Regions from separate parts of the Mus musculus genome. Here regions 1, 3 and 4 are each linked to region 2. Evidence: chromatin contacts called from public HiCAR-type, HiChIP or PLAC-seq and Micro-C data. All regions are on one chromosome and are shown on one strand. The core of a region is the stretch at or near the end of the contact, and the rest is flanking DNA. Distances in the headings are between cores, read along the strand shown.

Evidence for each region. Hi-C and Micro-C count contacts between places; a contact is called where the count stands out from the background. HiCAR-type assays count read pairs that join an accessible place to other places. HiChIP or PLAC-seq counts read pairs in DNA pulled down with a chosen protein or histone mark.
Region 1: a HiCAR-type map of astrocytes shows a contact between it and region 2, with 2.2 times the contacts expected there. The contact joins the promoter of Zfp964 here to the promoter of Zfp930 in region 2. A contact is called at or near these places in 2 of 39 promoter capture datasets (cranial neural crest and neural stem cells), 1 of 115 datasets of contacts at active chromatin or transcription factors (astrocytes) and 1 of 9 other capture datasets (adipose tissue).
Region 3: a contact with region 2 is called in an H3K4me3 HiChIP or PLAC-seq map of bone marrow-derived macrophages, with 6 times the contacts expected there. The contact joins the enhancer-like site here to the promoter of Zfp930 in region 2. A contact is called at or near these places in 2 of 39 promoter capture datasets (both in embryonic stem cells), 4 of 15 datasets of contacts at CTCF or cohesin (the NIH/3T3 cell line, large pre-B cells, pro-B cells and 1 more), 30 of 484 Hi-C or Micro-C datasets (the G1E-ER4 cell line, the HPC-5 cell line, the N1E-115 cell line and 15 more), 13 of 115 datasets of contacts at active chromatin or transcription factors (bone marrow-derived macrophages, embryonic forebrain, embryonic midbrain and 3 more) and 4 of 9 other capture datasets (adipose tissue, embryonic stem cells, liver and 1 more).
Region 4: a Micro-C map of embryonic stem cells shows a contact between it and region 2, with 5 times the contacts expected there. The contact joins the promoter of Lpl here to the promoter of Zfp930 in region 2. A contact is called at or near these places in 16 of 39 promoter capture datasets (the 3T3-L1 cell line, the C10 cell line, the HPC-7 cell line and 9 more), 1 of 15 datasets of contacts at CTCF or cohesin (stem cell-derived epiblast-like cells), 26 of 484 Hi-C or Micro-C datasets (the BV-2 cell line, the C10 cell line, the G1E-ER4 cell line and 11 more), 13 of 115 datasets of contacts at active chromatin or transcription factors (the 230-238 cell line, bone marrow-derived dendritic cells, embryonic limb bud and 4 more) and 3 of 9 other capture datasets (adipose tissue, embryonic stem cells and liver).

What each region holds. Positions count from the first base shown.
Region 1 is chr8:69,653,030-69,656,248 of GRCm38.p6, forward strand. It overlaps Zfp964 (zinc finger protein 964), which reads left to right and starts at 1,527. Exons shown (of 4, transcript NM_001177527.1): 1 at 1,527-1,567. The coding sequence starts at 1,565.
Region 2 is chr8:69,207,557-69,210,588 of GRCm38.p6, forward strand. It overlaps Zfp930 (zinc finger protein 930), which reads left to right and starts at 1,490. Exons shown (of 4, transcript NM_001013379.2): 1 at 1,490-1,603. The coding sequence starts at 1,601. It overlaps Gm39188 (a long non-coding RNA gene), which reads right to left and starts at 1,441. Exons shown (of 2, transcript XR_870488.3): 1 at 1,303-1,441.
Region 3 is chr8:68,821,137-68,824,422 of GRCm38.p6, forward strand. Ints10 (integrator complex subunit 10) reads left to right here. Exons shown (of 17, transcript NM_027590.4): 16 at 1,021-1,114. Among named protein-coding and RNA genes, the nearest start is that of Ints10, 29 kb to the left of the region's middle. Within about 2 kb of position 1,770, at least 64 of the 459 cell types and tissues checked have an H3K27ac peak or open chromatin away from gene starts, as enhancers often do. A contact at or near this core is called in the HPC-5 cell line, adipose tissue, bone marrow-derived macrophages and 2 more, where this site is marked.
Region 4 is chr8:68,879,290-68,882,324 of GRCm38.p6, forward strand. It overlaps Lpl (lipoprotein lipase), which reads left to right and starts at 1,266. Exons shown (of 10, transcript NM_008509.2): 1 at 1,266-1,551. The coding sequence starts at 1,464.

The sequences.
Region 1 (3,219 bases), core at 277-2,776, 450 kb after region 2:
GATGTGGTGATCCCCCCAACCATAAAATTATTTTCTTGGCTACTGTATAAACTATAATTTTGCTACTACTGTGAATCATAATGTAAATATGTGTTTTCTGATGATCTGATGACACACAGGTCAAGAACCACTGAATTGGACTGTCATTGTCCATTTCAGTATAAAGTGCATTTAGAGTTCACCAGTTACAGATAAGCAGTAGGTGCTGGGCATGTTTCTTCCAAGCGCTGGCTGGTACCGGCCCATAATGAGACTTGGAGTTACCCATGGTTTACTATGTAACTTAAATCATGATAAGGAAAAGAGGAAGCCTCAAATCCCGAGTTATTCCTTAGATAAGGCTTTGTACCCTAAGCCAGGGAGATGGGAAATTTGAGAAAATAGCAGAACTGGCCTGTGAGAAACAAAGAACAGAAATTTCTCCCCCAGGGGGACTTAAAAAAAAAAATCTTGTGCCAAAATTCACAGCCGTTTTTGCCTTTTCTCTAAGGTTCCGTGTCTCTCTGAAGAACTGAATATTTAAAACGCCTTCATTTTTCTCCAGTCGCTTGGAATTTGTTATTATCTTATTTCCAGCTGTGAAGTTGAGCACAGAGGACCAGATACTGGACTGAATTATAAGTTAAGAGTTGTAAAATCACAGTACAGATAGCGTCTTAATAACTCTACCAGAAAGAGCTGATGAGGAGCCAGTGTGTTCTGGCCTCTAACAATGACCAGACTTTGTGCAACTTTAACTAGCCCAGATTTTTACAATGTAGACCAGGCTGGCCTAGAACTCACAGAGATCTGTCTTTCGCTGCCAGCAGAATGAGTGCTGGGATTAAGGGGACTTGTACCAACCACCAAGCCCCACTTGACAGACCACTATCAAAAATTTTGGCTTCCGGGCTGGTGAGATGGCTCAGTGGGTAAGAGCACCCGACTGCTCTTCCAGAGTTCAAATCCCAGCAACCACATGGTGGCTCACAACCATCCATGACGGGATCTGACTCCCTCTTCTGGTGTGTCTGAAGACAGCTACAGTGTACTTACATAAAATAATAAATAAATCTTTAAAAAAAATAAAATAAAATAAAAGGAGCCAGGCAGTGGTGGCGCTCACGCCTTAAAAAAAAAAAAATTTTTTTTTGGCTTCCCTGAATAAAAATCCAGGTCCACGGAATACATCATACCCAAGGTCCTATAACAATTCTAGGTCTGAAGCAAGAAATCACTACACTGGACGTTGAGTTGGTAAATGCACTGTGGACACCAACGACCCAAGACCAATAGGAACTAAGCTTTTGAGATCACCGAAGACTAAAGTACCCAGCAAGAAGCAGGCAGGTCTGGCTTTTATGCAAATCTCTCCCGAGCTGAGCGAAGTCGGGCCCTAGCCAATCAGGGCCTCCAGACAAGCCATCCAATCAGGAGCGCCAGGGAGCGGTGGGAGGCGGGCTCCATCGCAATCCCGCTGTGCATTCCGCTGGGAAGCGGAGAAGGCGCAGCGGGTTCGGCCCCCTTCGCTGTGGCCACTGCGGCCCGTAGCTAAGGGGAGCGCGGCCGAGCTCGAAGCCGCGCCATGGTGAGCGCAGGGCCGAAGTCCCCAGAAGGGGAAGAGCGGCCGGCTGAGCCGCGGGAGCCGGGGTGGTGGGTCCTCCTTGGGACTGGGGGAGGGGTGGGTCCAGCGTCTGGGAAAGTTCGGCTTGGTGCGAAGATTAGAGTTTAAAAGGCGAAGCCGCGAGCTCCCCCCGGACGGATTGCGGCTGGCCAGAGGGAGCCAGGCTGGCCCGGAGAGACGAGGGCAGCACGCTGCAGAGCCCAGAGCACCCGCGTGGGCGGGGTCGCTCGGTGCTGAGCTGGTCTGCCCACAGCTCCTTCGACGGCGCAGGTTTCTCCTAGTGCGGGTTGTGACAGCTTAACGTCGCACTCACTTGTAACCCTGCGTGCGGGCTTCACAGTAAACCCGCAGCTGTTGGAGGAGAGGGGACAGCCTGGGCTGCCCCAGGACAAGGGAGAGAAACGTGGAGCGGGACTAGCGAGTAGACGAAGTGGAGGACCCCTGCCGTGCGCTGCAGCTCTCTCCTTCCCCCTCCCTCTCTCCTACTTAAATCAGCCTTATTTATTGGTGTGTGTCCCCGGTGTGTGTGTAGAGTGAGGAAGGTGTAAGGTCACAGGACAACTTTATGGAATGAGTGCTGTCCTTCCGCGATTAACGGATAGAACTCAGGTTGTCACAGAGCCTAGTATAGTTTATTTTTTCTTTTCTTAAAAAATATTTACTCCTTCCCACCCACAGTCTGGAAGTTAGATGCAACAGCTTTGCATAGCATGCTGGGTAAGTGCTCTATTACTCCTTAGGCCTATCTGCAGCTTTATCCTATCTTAATGATAATTGCTTTTAAGTCAGTTTTGAAGTTGTGAATCATGAATCTCTGCTTTGCTCTTTCCCAGGGCTGTACCCGTATTCTAACATCCTTGCAATTCCATGACTTTCCGCAGCAGTTTTCAGTCTGACCAGGTGTTCACTGGTGTTCCTTAGGTGGTGTGACCCTGAGTGTTTCAAGGCGCTTACCATCAAGTGAACAAGGTTTTCCTTTTAGAACTTAGATTCTTGCTGAGCTGGTTGGGAGTCACCTTTCATCCCAGTATTCTGGAGACAGAAGCAGGTGGATCTCTGTAAGTTCTAGGTCAGCCAGGTCTATGTCGTGAGTTCAGGCAAGTCAGGATTACATAGTGAGAACCTATCTCAAAAGGAAGAAAGAAAAAAACAAAATACTTAGGTTCTTGGTTCCTCCGAATCTCTCTGTGGGTGGCATCTTTTGCTGCCAAGCCCAGAGACCTGGGGTTAATCCTTATAAGCCACTTGGTAGAAGGAGAGAATCGAGAACCACAGAATTTCTTTGAACTCCTGTCCCTTCACCTCATACATGCATCATGGCAATGCATAGCCACACATGCACACAGAAAGGAATGGTTTAAAAAAAAAACTGATTTTTTTTAAAGCAAGCTTTGCAGTTTTAAAACTACAACTTTCTTTTTTTGTAGTATTTTTTATTTTATTTTTTTATTTACATTTCAAATACTATCCCCTTTCCTAGTTTCCCCTCTGAAAATCCCCTATCTGCTCCCCTCTCCCCCTGCTCCCCAATGCACTCCCATTCCTGGCCTAGGCATTCCCCTATACTGGGGTGTAGAGCCTTCAAAGGACCAAGGGTCTCTCCTCCCATTGATGAA
Region 2 (3,032 bases), core at 240-2,739:
TTGATGGCCAGCTCTTAGGTGGTTCAAGTTGTCTCAAAATCGTGGTAGTGGTCTTATTCTCCCTGGGTTCAATTAACATATGAGTTTCAATTATGACCTTGAGGTACAAGATGAACGTGCCAGAGACATTTCCTTCTGTCTTTTAAAATAAATTGTATATGTTCCTGTCCAACGCTGAGCTAAGAACACCACCAAATCAGGCAGAACTCTACGCGAATGTGTCCAGGCTCTCTAAAGAAAACCCCCATGCTTCCTGTCTTTTATTTTTGTTAAATGATTTCCCTGCTTTCTGCTGGTAAGAAATATTTCCAAGTTTTTCTGTCTTGTCTGTTATGATGGCTATTCTTGGTAGACAAACTGACTACAAATTAACTAAGACCCAAAAAGTTGCATATACCTGTGAGAGATTTTTCTTAATTAAAACTTATGAAGTGGGAAGACGCTTCTGGGTCTTTTGAGGCGATAAGATCCACCTTTAATCTGGGCCACACCTTCTGGTGACAGTCCACATAAATAGAGAAGAAAGAAGCTCTCTCTCTCTCTCTTTCTCTCTCTCTCTCTCTCTGCCCTATCTTTGGTTAGCAAGTTCATTCCTTTAGAGCCTCCTTCTTTGAAAATGTGGTATACAGTGAAGCCCAGCTTAGACACGCAGCCTCATGGACTGAACTACTGGATTCTTCCAATTTTAGTTGCTAGACAGCACTTGTTGGTCTAGCTGGACCACAGCCTGCGAGCCGTTTTAATAAATCCCCTTTCTACATACAGAGAGGGAAAGAGACGCTCATTTTTATCATTTCTGTTCATCTAGAGAACCTTGACTAATACAGCTGCGTTTTCTCACCTTAACTCAGAAAAATGTTAGGAATAGTGTTCATAAACAACATTCTTCCTCGAACCATTTCTTTCTAATTATTCAAGTTACCGTGGAGACTACACTTATCATTAGTGTTAATTTGTCAAGAGATAGACCTGAATTTCAGGAAGAAAACTCCTATAGGGATGGATCCACCATCCAGCCTTCTTGTGGGAGAAACACATTTCATTGTGTTTGTGATGTGGTTCCAGGTTTTCTCTCAGGATTGTCCAGTGTACCTTTGCCAGCCAGGTAGAACGTAGCTGTAGCTCACCTGACCTCACCGTGAACCCACAGAACAAACATTTGTTTTCTAAAATCTCCTTAATTATTAATATCGTGGGCACCCTTCCACTTGTGGGACAGGAGAAACACTCCACTCCACATTTTGTAATGTGCTATTTAAACTAGCTACCTTGTGTCAAGGAGGAAAAGGGGAAAGTGCCTACCACGCAAGGAAAGATAGAAGTGAAGCTACCTCAGGTCAAGAGCAAGGACTCCTGAAATGCAAATATCTGCAACAGGAAATACTGTTCTGTGCTGTTCCTTAAACTCCAACGCCAAAGGAGGGACTCTTGTCACTCAGGCCTCATCAGCCAATGAGAACCTGCAGTCGGAGCGTCATCGGGGAGGCGGGCTCTTCCGGGCGCCAGGCTCCAGGCTCCGTTCCGAAGCTGGGAAAATGCAAGCGGTTCTTTGCGTGTAACAGGATCTGTGAGGGGTGCACGCGAGCTTGGAAGCCACGCTATGGTGAGCAAGGGACCGCAGTCTTGGGAGAAGTGGGCTGCTGAGCCTCGGCATCCCTTTTGGTAGGCTACCCTTGGACTGGATGGAAGCTAGTGGGCCAGATGTGGAGTTGTATGAAGTCCCATGCGGTCTCTGTAGTTCCCTGTACCAAAGTGGTGACCTCTGAAGAACTTCACCCTGTGGGCAGCGTCTGTGTAGAGCTTTGGGGACATGGTGTGTGCGTAGAAACATCTTTGTAGCCAACATCACCGTGCTTCTTGTGCATCAGAGGACGGCAGGTTGCCGTTTTAGTTTAGCTAGCATCTCTAGAATTTCTGTTCTTCGGATTTCACATTTGGAGTTAATTTTGTGGGTATTGTGCATGGAATCTTATGTGTTGGTAGCACTCCACTATTTTGCTGAGATGATAATGCAAAGGATTTACCAATGCTTCGGAGAGAATAAGTCACACAGAGTAGAGTTTAGCTAAAGGTGGGCTGCCTCTGAAACACCCAAAGATATAGTGTATTAATGAGGTCTGTAAGAGATGAAGTGCTAGATACGCATGTTTGTTCACCAGGATTGTCTAGACATTTGGCTCCAACCATAAGGAAGGAGACAACCCTGATCTTAAACAGCCGCTAGACCGATGCCCTTAAGAAGTGGCAGGAGACCAAGAAGCTGCTCAAAGGAGCAGGTAGGGTCATGTAACCAACATTAAGGCCTGGTGTGCCATAAAAGTCCTGTTTTCTTCTTAGGCAGTGGCTGCTTTCTATGGATCCTCTTATATAGATGCAGCCAGTTGTCCTTTTGTTAGCAAGCCAGACAGCAGTATGGTCTTCACTGTAGCAGCATCAAGATCTCGGCCTGCCTGCTGTGGGCCTCTGCGTTTATTAGTTATAAGGAGCCGTCACATCATTACTACATTATCTGCTACACACAGCGCTGACCTGAGCTGGAGAGCTGACCTGAGCTAGCTGCTCCTCAGCTTAACACCCAGCTCAGTCCTCTTCTAACTTCTTAGTGTGCTCTCTATGATTTCCCACCCCAGCTTTTATCTTTTCTCCTTTATACTTTTATAATCTTTCTCAGTCTGGCATATTCACCTAGGGACCCTGACACTGAAGAATGGTCTACTGTTCCAGGATACTGGTGTACTTAAGAAATAGTCCTGGGAATACTTTGTTGTGTAAGCCTCTCTTCTGCCTAAGTAACCACTTAGCAACTTAAAATTGGACTCTCCTGTCTCTATGTGAATTGTTCAGCGTGTAACCTGGGGCCTGACGCAGCATATGTAGGATGGAAAATGTGTCCTAGGCTGGCTCCTCTTTGAGCACCAGCCAGTGCTGTATGCATGCTATTCTTCAAGAATTTTTCTTCATTAATACCTTACGTTCATCAAGTTATTTCTCTCTGGGCAGACACATTAATTCTAGAACACCTGTACCTCCTG
Region 3 (3,286 bases), core at 520-3,019, 390 kb before region 2:
GGTCTCCCCTGGGACAGAGGCTGCCTTTGGGATCAGGTGTTAGCACTGGGCCTGCACCACCAGAGCTGCCAAAGGTTAAGCGAATGAGGCAGAGTTCTAAGTCGGGCAGCACTTGACTTCGCATGCTTGGAAGGGAAGACAGCCTTTGAATGGAGGCAACACCAAACACTGGTTTGGTTGCTTTCATTTCTTTGCTTTGCATAGTACAACCTCTCAAGTTGTAGGATGTGTGTACTACATATTTCCCAGTGCCTGATCAGCGGTTTTTAGTATTTTTTTTTTTAAAGATTTATTTATTTATTATATGTAAGTACACTGTAGCTATCCTCAGATACTCCAGAAGAGGGCATCAGATTTCGTTACGGATGGTTGTGAGCCACCATGTGGTTGCTGGGATTTGAACTCGGGACCTTCGGAAGAGCAGTCGGCGCTCTTAACCACTGAGCCATCTCGCCAGCCCCAGTATTTTTTTTTTTAAAGACTAATGAAAGTTACATAACTTTCCCCCAGAAGAATGCACCATCTAACACTGTGCATGGAGTTCTCTGGATTCTCAGAAGACCTTGTCTGCTGGGTCTGAAGAAATAATCTTTTTTTGTCTAACTCATTCTGTCATCAAATATCCTCCCAATTCGTCCTATCTGCTAGCTTTTGTCATTTTAACTAAGAAATGGCTCGGGTGGCCCTGTGGAATCCGTTTGCTTGTCTCTCCAGGGAGACCATGTGCTAATGCTTTCCAGTTTGCTTGTCTGAAGCTTGAGCTCATGCAGTCCACCCAAGGCATGAGTCTCGCCCGTGTCGCTGAGTGACATTACCACCCCAGCCTGGCACCTCTTGTGCAACGAGCTTCTTTCCATAGGGCAGTTTGGTTAACGTAAAAGTCAGCATCTGGATCAGGAACCGACTGTGGTTCTTAGTTGGAGGGTGGTAAGCAGGCTCTTTATCTGCTGAGAGCTGTTTCTTCGCCTGGGAGAACAGGGCAACATGTTACCTGTTGGTTGACCTGAATGTGACCTGCAGACATTGATATGCTGGAGGAATTTGCTTATTTAAGAACCCAAGAAGGAGGGAAGATTCATCTGGAATTACTCCCAAATCAAGGAATGCTGATCAAGTAAGCAGATGATCTTTTGTTCTTCGAAGCTCGCCTTTCATGTGCTGCATGACCTATTTGTAAATTTCTGTACCTTTCAGAAATTTAATGGAAAGGATTCCAAACTGGTCTCAGTTTTCAAGGGTCTACTTGTTCTGGGTGTCTTAAAGATATGCATTTCTTAGTGCATTTCTGCGGGAAAAGTGTTGCTTAAATTGGGATATTTTTGTTACTTTGGAAATTTTTTACTAGATAGAAATTTCTATATGTCTTTTCCTTTCCAAAATTTAGTACTCATTTCTGATTTAATTGAAAGCAGCTGTGCTTGACATTGTACTGGATTGGGAGGATCTACAGGTTCTATTTAGAAACTGTCTTAAGCTTCTCTGAGCTTCCTCATTGCTTGTGCAGTCAAAGCAAATTAGCTGGTTCTAGTGCCTCTAAAACACACCTGCTCCCCAAAAATGGCCCTGGACGTGCATCCCCAGTGTGGCCCCTGAACCCTTAAGCTACTACAGAAACCCAGGTTATCTTAGATGAAAAGATCAAGTTAGTGACCACTCATGATGTTTAACTAGCTCATAAATCCTGCTTCTCTCCTCGGTCCGCACTGCAGTTTGGCTAATAGATCCTCCCCACTGTAAGCGCCACATGCTTACTTCCTTCTTTACTTCCTGCATACTCTGTGTTTGTAAGTCAGTGTCAGAGTTACAACAAGAGACGGCCCAGAACAGGAAGAGTGCATTGCTGAGACTGGAAACCTGCTTTGTCCCTCCGTTTTGGCAGAAGCAAGTTTTTAATTATTGAAAGCAAAAGTCCTTCCTTTGCTCTGTCTTTGTAGAGTCTTAGGGGTGTTGGAGGATAGAGGTAAGAAAGAAATGCTTATGTTGGGTTTCTGTAACTAAGGAATTTGTCCCATAGTGAGCAATCCCTTCCTTATTGCATCTTAGCAAGAGTAGGGCCCAGTAGAATCTGTCCTAAAGAGCAGAAAGAAGAATGGGAGCTCCCCTCCCCATCCTGTAAATGATATTGCATGCCTTAAACAGTTCCTATAAGGAACGAAGGAAATGCTTAGGAGTATATGAGGACCTTTGTAGATGAGATTGTGTAGTCAGGTTGTCCTAGACACTGTCCTCTCCCCTTGTCCATTTACTACTTTGATTATGAACCAAAGTGATGGGGGACATAACTGCATGGTTCCAAGTGTTGTTGACCACATTTAAGAACAGGTTGCTTCTATATATGGAAGCCCAGGTAACCCCTATTCTGTGGGGACTTCTAGGTTCTGAAATTGACTATGCTGGCATATCTTTAGCAAGGTTTTTTAGTTCAACAATAAGCCACGATTCAAAATGCCATACTGTGAATGGTCCTAGAGCCCAACTGTCCCTACCACGAGTCGATCTGCAGAGGATTGCCTCGTGACTAAGAGAATGTCTGAGGTAGAGTGAGGGAATGACTCTACAGACCTCAACTCCAGCCTCACTGTACTGGGCCTTTGCACTGTCCCCATATTCTCTTGGTTTGAACAGTGTCAACCTGCAAATAGTCCCTAAGACTTGGAATTTAAAATGAGGACATATCAACTGCCCAGATAATGTCACTGGAAAAGTTATTTGTACAAGGAGGCCTCTGTCTTGCTTTCCAAGGCTCTCCCACTTTGATCAACCAAAATTTCCTTGAACTTTCTATAGGAGATAAGCCTCCTAAAAACCCATGGTTGACTTGGCTTGGACAAAGGACTAGGGATTATTAACTAGCGATCTGACCTTGTAGGAATGTTCTCTGTGAGGTCTCAATATGAATTTGAAATCTGTATTTTAGATAATCTCTACCTAAGTGACACCAAGAGAATCAAACTGCATAAGACAGAGCTTTGACTGAATGAGGTGTGATTAGACTCTTGAATAAAACTATCTATATTCCTTTTCCCTTTGGGTTCCAAACAAATTCTCTGAAGCCATTGCAGACCTTTTGGGTGGTCCCTCCAGATGAGTGGCAGAGATGTTGTGAGCAGTGTACCTCTCCTCCCCTTGGGGTAAGGTTGTGAGTCCGTCCTAGTTGTAGCATCTCGGATGCAAGCAGGTACAGTACAAACACCAGGCACTTGGTGCCAGGCCACAAGGAGGCATCAGTTCTTCATTTGTTGTATAGATATGTTGTTCTAATTTGTGTTAAATCAGAGAAATGTTT
Region 4 (3,035 bases), core at 16-2,515, 330 kb before region 2:
GAGACATCTGGCTGGAATTCATCTACACAACAGCATGTTTGGCTTTTATCTGATAGTTGTGAGAAATTTAAAAAGCGGGCTTATATTAAAGTATATAGTTTTTGATCCCCTTAACCTCCAAGGGTGTGTGTGTGTGTGTGTAGAGAGAGAGGGAACCATCCTAAAAATATTGAGATCAGTAAAGAGAACTAATTTTTTGAGGTGGTTTCTCAGCATTAAGGTGGGGAATTTAATGTTTATTGGTTTTTTTTTCTAGCTAATCAGCACCCTTTTCATTTAAAAAGATACTTGCAGATGAGCACAGTATATGATGTGCTTTTATTTTTCTTGCTTTTCTACAAACATGTGCTAGTCCACTTTGCAAAAGCTCAGTATTCACCCTTGCAAAGTACAATTTAATATCAACGCATCAACATAGCTGAACAATGATAAGCATAATGGAATTTGGAATATTTCTATCATGCTCCTCACCCTGCCCCCACACTCCTAGCACCCCATATCCCCTCGCCCTGGAACATCACTAATCTATGGACTGTCTTTGTAGGTTTGGAATGGTCATTTGGCATGGCCTCTCCCACTGAAAATCCAGGATAGCTTAAAATGTTTGACCATGACTTTCTGCCTCTGAAAATAGATGTTATTCTTGAGTTTCTTGCTGAATTAAAGGATCGAGTACAATTTACATAAGGCAAAAATTAGAAACTAGTTAAAGCAAGTGGGTCTTTTCTTCTACTACAGAAGGAGACCCATATTGCCAAGATACAAAGCAGACCGTGCAGGCACCATGCGCTGAGCAATATGTGTCCTAAGGTCCCTTTGGCGCGTGGGGACCTGTGGGTGGGTGGGGGAGGGTGTGCGTTTGAAAGGATCTCTCAAGTTTAACAAAGATTTATCAAAAGGTTGTATGTGTGTGAGTGTGAAAGTGTTAGGTACACGCTGTTTAAGAGCAAAACTTCTTCCCCTTAGAAAACGGATCGTAGACTACTCAACATAAATCAGTGTAAACCCCTCCTCTCTGCCTCTATAGGGGTCCCTAGGGACCAGATTCCTCCCGGTAGGCAAACTGGAGTCTAAACAACAAGCAAGCTTTCCTTCCTGCCCTTTCCCCTTCTTCTCGCTGGCACCGTTGAGCCTCGTTACCGTTTGCTCAAATATTTGGAAGTGCATTTAGAGTCCTCCCCCCAACTTATGATTTTATAGCCAATAGGTGATGAGTCTTATTTGCATATTTCCAGTCACTTAAACAGCTGTGCAGTGGAAACAGTGTCAGACTCTCGATTTCTCCTCCTACTCCTCCTCCGAGGAATTCTGCCCCTTGTAACTGTTCTGCCCTCCCCTTTAAAGGTTGACTTGCCCTACGGCGCTCCACCGCGCTCCAGTCCTCTTGCGCCTCCTGCTCAACCCGCTCCTGACTGCCCCACGCCGCGTAGTTCCAGCAGCAAAGCAGAAGGGTGCACCGGGAGATGGAGAGCAAAGCCCTGCTCCTGGTGGTCCTGGGAGTTTGGCTCCAGAGTTTGACCGCCTTCCGAGGAGGGGTGGCCGCAGCAGACGGTACGTTTTTCGCGCCAACTCCCCCTACCCCCACCTGCAGACCCGGACAGGACCACTTTTTCTCCATCTGAAGATGGGAGGGAGAAAGTTGGAAGTACGTGCATGCACTGGGACTCCCAGGCGCAGTAAATTCCCGGGAAGGGTGGCTGGAATGGAATCCAGGAGGAGAAGGGAGAGACTCTGCCTCCCATCACGCTACGGCGACTCTGGGTTCCCGCTTTTTTTTCCTTTCTCCTGAGTTCCCACTCGGTCTCCTGCTCTCTCCCGCCGACTGCCATCGCAGGGAACGGCTGGGGCGTGGGGTGTGGAGCCTAGGATGGGGAGACGCAGAGGCCGAGCAAAGCTGTAGTGACCGGTGGTGACCTCCCTATAGGGAATAGGGGTGCTGAATGCAAGGCACGCGGGCCAAAGTGACCCTAACTTTGCTGGGACTGCGGGTCAGACCCCTCTAGAAGCGGGAAGAGTGAATCGAGGGTGCAGGTGGGAGGACGCGTTGTGTGCATTCCAACTGTACAGGGCGCTGTCGCTCTCGGCGGGGGGTTGTGAGCTACAGTGAAAGTGGGAGTGCGCGGTGGCGCCCGGGAACGCGTGGCGCAGAGTCCTGGAAGCTGGCGTCCTGCAAGCGTTCCTGTGCTCGGCTTAGCTCAGTACTCAAGAAAGCCCAGAAATGAACCTACCCTCCAGAAAACGAGGTTCAGCCACCAGCCGACTGGAGCCTGTGGCTTGGAGGTTGCCAGTTCAGCTCTGTGTCCTTTCCTTGCTGTCCCAGGAGAGGCTCGCCCTAAGGGAGGCGCTCAGCTAGCTGAGAGCACATGGGATTCTCTAGAGCCTAAGGGAGATCGCTTTCAACACTAGGTGAAAAAAAAAAAAAAAGCGGCCACCTCCACGGCTCTGCCTGCTCTCTGCCTAGAGAAGACTAGGGTCAGTAGCAAGTTGCTTTATGGCCTTGAAGTCGAGACCTGCCCACAATTGAGAAGCCTTGTAACTTGAACCTTGATTGAGCTAACAGAACACAGACTCAAAATGTGACTGAACTCAGTCGTAAAAGAAGGCTGGGGTTTCCTTGTGTTGCTGCTGGTGGAATCGCCACGAGGGTGGTGTCCCCTGGAGGTGCTCTAAGGTGGCACATCCGCAGCCTAATTCCAGTCTTAGTGGAGTCTATGACTGCAGCTAAAAGCTTGCCTTTATTTCTGCGTATAGTTGTAAATGTCTTGTTATCAAAGGAAAGAGAATCCATCATGGCAGAACTGCACGAAAGAAACGAATCCTGGGTGTTTTGAGGATACTGGAGATTCTGCCTCTCCGGTGGCAGGTTTGCAACTCTGGTTAAGAAAATAGGAGCAAACTTTCGATTCACATTTCAGAAAGTATACCATAGTAGAACACGACTTTTACCGTAAACTCCCATAGAAAAGGTCGCCTACATTTTTAGGTTTTGCTAAAGGTTCCTTTAGAAGCTCTGGACCCAGCTTCTCAGTTACTTA